Regions from separate parts of the Hordeum vulgare genome. Here region 1 is linked to region 2. A link is a contact called in public Hi-C data. All regions are on one chromosome and are shown on one strand. Each heading gives the region's core, a stretch centred on a gene start, on an enhancer-like site or on the middle of the called end of the contact. The rest is flanking DNA. Distances are from core to core; before and after follow the strand shown. Region 1 has its middle 4.5 kb from the start of LOC123427470. Region 2 has its middle 31 kb from the start of LOC123430644.

Region 1 (2,898 bases), core at 366-2,865, 140 kb before region 2:
CGAGTGAGACTTAGCTAAATCTCAGACGATTGAATTTTAGAAAGCGTGTAAATCATTTTCCTCTAACCCCTATAAGTGACCAGTTAAGTGTCAGTTAGTGGATGAAAAGTGAATTTCACTCGTTTAAACCTCTTTAGGGATTCTAACCCTCCAAGTTATAGCCGCCGTTTCAATTGTACGGCGCTTACCTTCGTTCGGAATTACTTGTCGGGTCAATGTATAAAAATGAATGTACTTTAGATGTAGTTTCTAAAAAACAAAAAAGATCTAAATTGGATGTAGTATCTAAAAACCAAAAAAGATCTAGATATATTTATTTCTATGACAAGTATTTTCGAATGAAGGGAGTGTGTTGGAATAAGCACGGGCTTCCCAGATGTTCTTAATTGCGCCGAGCGGATTTATTCCCTTACGGCTTGTTCGTTTAATACCTTTCCCAAAGGGATTGAAGAGATTTAAAGGGGATTGGAAAGGAATTTGACTTACAAGGAATGTAGTTCCTCATAATCCATTTTAATCCCCGTCAAATCCAATGCAACCGAACAAGGCCTTATGAGTTTTCTTTTTTAAGAGTACAATCCAAAGAGTGCCACACGACCCGGAACAGTTGGTTAGCTAAACCAGCACCATAATCCGCAAGCATGGCCACTTGTGTTATTTAAAAAGTCCCTACCTGTTTGATTTTAGGAACTAAACATGGACCAGATGTTATTAAATGACATGATAAAAGATCATGTTATCTCTATTAATAGAGTAGAGGTTATTAAATGACATGCAAAAAACAAGGACACTTTTAAAAAAAAGTCTCAAAAAGACTCTCCGTTAAAGACTTACTCCCTCCGTCTCAAAATTCTTGTCTTAACTTTGTCTAGATATGGATGTATCTAAATATTAAAACTTGACTAGATACATTCATATCTAAACAAATCTAAGACAAGAATTTTGAGACGGATGGAGTATTTCTTTAGTTTCAAATGCTCACTTTTAATCCCAAGTCCCTCATGTTTGATTTTAATAGGACTAAAAGGATTTTTTATTAGTTTCTATATAAAAAGTCTCTGTAAACAAACACTTCCTGAATAAGCACCATAATCCGCAAGCATGGCCACTGATCATCATCACCACCGGTAAAACACCAAAGATTCTTGCGTCAAGAACAGCCACATGATTGGCCCAGAAAAGGCACTAGGAAGGCATGACCCGTCAATAAAACAGTCTTTGCCTTCGTCTCAACGCCTGCCCATCGTCCCCAAAAACGTCAACAGCGGGAGACGGTTGGAGCGACGGAGCTTTCATTCATTGTTGCTCCTGTCATAACGCCGCACAGCGGCGAGCCATGCCACGCCAGAGCTTCCACGGTCCCCATGGATCGTCTCTAGCTATACCGTGCAATGCATGGGCGCTTAAATTATTGGCGCAGGCACCAAATCCAGCTTAATTAGAACGTACCACGGGCAAGGAATTCTTGTGCAGGGCACGGGCAACTCTGGACGAGCGGAGCTAGCATTCGCACAGCACAGCCAAGGCACTGACAGCTTGGTGGAGGGTACAGCGTACCATCGACTGTATGGATGCTATAGGAGCGCGGCTGGATTGCTGTTGAAGAATGGCAACAAAACTATTAGGGCCGTGACCACCCAACGACCCTCTAGGCCAAGCATGGTCGCGGACTCAGTCCCAGCGCTAGCGTCGAGGACTTCACCGAGGCTATGTTTCCCTTTGGTGCATCCAGTACGTTCCTTTTTAGTAGAAGAAGGTATACGCGGTGCTGCCCGTCAGGAATCTCATCGGCACGCTTCACAATTCCCTTGTATTTTCTCTTCCGTTAGCATGCCCCTAGTAGTTCGTACGAGAATTTCATGTGTTTTTTACTAATCACCGACTCGTGGATCAAGGTCATGCATGCTAGTGGAGTACTCCCTCCGTTCCATAATATAAATCTTTTTAGAGATTGCACTAGAAGACTACATACGAATGTATATAGACATACTTTAGAGTGTACATTCACTCATTTTATTTGTATGTAGTCTCTTAGTGAAATTGCTTAAAAGACTTATATTTAGTAACGGAGGGATAGTACGGAGTGGCGTACAGTGACTACTGTACATGCATCCGGAGACAGCCGGCCATTTTTCTTCAGAGTAATCGCAATCACCGGGTTCGCAGCCACAGCGGCATACTATGCCGGTCGACAGGGACATCGACTAGATGCCAGAGCTACCGCGAGGCCACACGTCGATCGAAACCCGCTGTCAAACTCAAACACGAGATGAAAAACACTCCCTGTCCGATGACGAGCTCCTTGACAACTCGCTCGCTCGCTAGATCCTCTCTGCCTGTTTGCCTCCATTTGTGCGTCCATTATGAAACGAGCCGAAAGCCGGGAGGCGAGGACGGCACTATACCACTAGTCTATTACGGGCGGCGGGCCGAAGCTGGTGCGTGCCGTCCCCAGCCAGCAGCGCCACCCGGCCATCACCATTCACCAATCCAGAATAATTAAGCTAAGCTTCCACCAGTATTGTAATCGTACTATATGATCAAGTTGCAATGGTCTAGGAAAGGTCAGCACAGCACAGCACAGCACAGCGGCGTTGCGTCGCCGGCACCCACCGTCGCCGACGCGGAGATCGATCGCTGTGCCGTACCGCGTGCACCGTCCGTCCGCCATTCGGAGTTCCGCCGGTGCCATCGCGTCATCTGCACGCCGACGTGCGCGTGAGGGCGGATTAATTAGGCTGATTACTAGTTTACTCTAGACTCTCGAGGCTCCACTTACAGTGGTGCCAATTTAGCACATTCCCGTGTCCTATCAGTAGGAGGATCACGGAATGATGTCTTCTTTATTTGTACACTAGGCGGTAGTTAGCCGGAGCCAAATGGAACTGGGTTTGCCCA
Region 2 (3,182 bases), core at 271-2,770:
CAAACTCACTCAACACGAAGCAAAACGATAACTCACGTAACAGCCAGAATCCTCAACACTTTTACAATGCAACGGAACCCCTTCGAGAAAACTGACAACAACGACTTAAAATACCAAAGCCACGTACAACACGAGAAACCCAACATTATTCATCACGAAATCACCGACGAGAACTCGAGAAACCGACCATTATTCATCACGAAATCACAGATGCCTTCGCTTTCGCATCATCAATCATAGAAACCTCGAGCTGCTCATTTGACAAATATGAATCTTGTTCCTCAGCCGAGGTCACCGATGTGTCCACCTTCATATAATTCATTGACAGACTGAGACGTAGCTCACTAAGCTCGGACATGATCTACAACACCGGAGCCACGAGCAGGGCGATGGACTCACCCTAAGAGGTAAACAATATAAAAAGGAAGGTAGGCATCGACGATGAATTGTGTCCAACATGAGAGGAGAAAGAGCCATATAACTCCACCCCTATCCTTCAGGGAGCAAACACCGACCACACAAGGAGGATGCGACGTCACAGAGGTATGCAACATCAACTTCGACGGGAAAGTGAGCCGGTCGTGGCAGAGCGACACACGCCCAACACCCACGGTGAAGGGCCTTGAAGGGGAGACCCACAGTCGGGCTATCACACTAGCAACATCTCTCGGGGTCCCTCCACCTTGCCATTTTGCAAGTTTTTTTTTCATTCAAATTTTTTCACTCATGTTCGAGGTGAAAAAAATAAAGTACAAAAAAATCATGAAAACATAAGAAACATTATAAAAATAAAATGGGAAAGAGAAGAAAGACCAACAGTGGAGAAGTAGAAGAATCTCGTTGTCTTCGCTCATGTTAGTATTTCAGGTTAGAGTTTCATAATCCTCACACGTATGGTGCTCGGACAGATGATAGTACTTCCTCCTCGAGTTCGTTTGTGTGAACGTAGTTAACGAATCTCCGGCGTAGGTTTCCACCATCTCCTTGGGGTTGTAAAGTTAGGATTTCTTGTTATCTGACGAAATTTACTGTCAGTCGTTTTCTGATCTATGCGAGGGTTGAGCGACGACGACTATGACCCTAGGGTGTTGGTCCTTAATGGCACGTGCAAAAGGAATTTTGGCTATCATCGACAAGATCAAGCCAGCTCCGATAGAAAAGCGGTACGTCGACGGCTCGTTATCTTATAATCTTGATGTAATTTCTATTATATTTGATATTCTTTGTACTTTACAATATATCTGATATTTTTACGAAAAAAATAATATATGACCAACGGCAGACGTGGTAAGCAGTCTCAATAAGAAAAGAAAAGACGTAAAATAGGAAAAGGAAAACAGGGGGAGAAATGCCTGGTGAACCAGCCCAACATGCTGGACACCTATCTAGGTGCTTATATGACAAAACAAACTGATATCCAGAAAATAAAAGGTATCTAGCGCCTTTTTTTGGCATCTCCTATCCAAAGAGCTCCTATACGTTGCGCGCTGCGTTCGATTGGCGCGCCTACACAAGGACAGCCCTCGACAGGTCCGGTCCATTGTGAGATTTTTCACAGTTTTAGCTCATAAGACGTAAATAATTCACAGAATGAACTCGATTTGAAAGTATTTTCGGATCTGACTCTTTTAGAAACGCCAGAGCCCGTGGCTTTGCTGCTTCACGTAGAAACGCCAGTCTATCGTGACGTTTCTGGTCCACATTCAGACGCCAGTCTAGCGTCGCCTTGTAGTCAAACTTAGCAACGCCAGGGGTGCTGGCGTTGCTATCCACGTAGCAAACGCCATTGACAATGACGTTGCAGCATTGGTACGTATGTTCAGCGCGCGCGACGGGTCTCGCGTTGATGATAGGATATGCATGGGATGGGATCGGCGCCGGCTGGCTGCTGCTACCACTAAAGAATAAGCATGTTGCAGGATGTGCAACTAGGCCTATGTCTATTGTACCGCTGACAGGTTGCAGCATTGGTACGTATGTTCAGCGCGCGCGACGGGTCTCTCTTTGCAGCATAGAAATGAAGTGCACTGTCCATGCATACAATTGAAGTGGTAGCAGACTAGTCAGCGGTACAGTGAACATAAGTGGTCAGTTACAGCGTGACACTGGCCAAAAATGACAAGAAACGAACACATAGACATAGGCCCAGTTGCACATCCTGCAGCATGCTTATTCTTTAGTGGTAGCAGCAGCCAGCCGGCGCCGATCCCATCCCATGCATATCCTATCATCAACGCGAGACCCGTCGCGCGCGCTGAACATACGTACCAATGCTGCAACGTCATTGTTAATGGCGTTTGCTACGTGGATAGCAACGCCAGCACCCCTGGCGTTGCTAAGTTTGACTACAAGGCGACGCTAGACTGGCGTCTGAATGTGGACCAGAAACGTCACGATAGACTGGCGTTTCTACGTGAAGCAGCAAAGCCACGGGCTCTGGCGTTTCTAAAAAAGTCAGATCCGAAAATACTTTCAAATCGAGTTCATTCTGTGAATTATTTACGTCTTATGAGCTAAAACTGTGAAAAAATCCGTCCATTGTCTTGCGAAAACAGAGAAAAAATCACTGTAAAATGATTTTGGCTGGGCATTTTTCCCTGTCCGGTTTTAGGCTGTTTTTTTTCTGTTTACATTTAAATTTATCATTTCCGTATTTTTCAATTTTGTGAACTTTCTCAAATCCGTGATTTTTTTATTAAATTCATAAATTAGGGTAAAATCAAATTTGTGAACTTTCTGTCTCAAATTCGTGAACTTTTTTCAACTTCATGAACTATTTCTTGTAAATATGCGATTTTTTTCAATTGCATCAACGATTTTGTCTATGTTTTGTGAAATTATTTCAAATTCATGACCTTTTCCCATCAAGTATGACATTTATTTTTCATTTTTTTGTCTTAAATTTTTAACCTTACTTCAAATTCGTGTACCTTTTAACTCGAACTTATGATAATTTGTAAGTTTGTGATTTTAAAAATTATTGATCTTTTTCCTTTTGGCAAACTTTTTTCCTCGTATACATGAGCTTCTTTTAAATTCATAACGTTTTCCTAATTGCATGGTTTTCTTAGATCCGTAAACTTTTTAAAAATATGTGAACATTTTCCCATATTCATGAACTTTTGCAAATTCGGAGTCTTTTTTATCCCATTCCCTATCCTTCTTTCAAATTTGTGACTTGC

Evidence for each region. Hi-C and Micro-C count contacts between places; a contact is called where the count stands out from the background.
Region 1: a Hi-C map of leaf shows a contact between it and region 2, with 3 times the contacts expected there. The contact joins two enhancer-like sites. A contact is called at or near these places in 2 of 6 Hi-C or Micro-C datasets (leaf and seedling) and 1 of 1 datasets of contacts at active chromatin or transcription factors (embryo).

The regions. Positions count from the first base shown.
Region 1 is chr2H:586,349,813-586,352,710 of MorexV3_pseudomolecules_assembly, reverse strand. No RefSeq gene overlaps it. Among protein-coding and RNA genes, the nearest start is that of LOC123427470, 4.5 kb to the right of the region's middle. Within about 2 kb of position 1,615, at least 3 of the 3 cell types and tissues checked have open chromatin away from gene starts, as enhancers often do. A contact at or near this core is called in leaf, where this site is marked.
Region 2 is chr2H:586,211,984-586,215,165 of MorexV3_pseudomolecules_assembly, reverse strand. No RefSeq gene overlaps it. Among protein-coding and RNA genes, the nearest start is that of LOC123430644, 31 kb to the right of the region's middle. Within about 2 kb of position 1,520, at least 1 of the 3 cell types and tissues checked has open chromatin away from gene starts, as enhancers often do. A contact at or near this core is called in leaf, where this site is marked.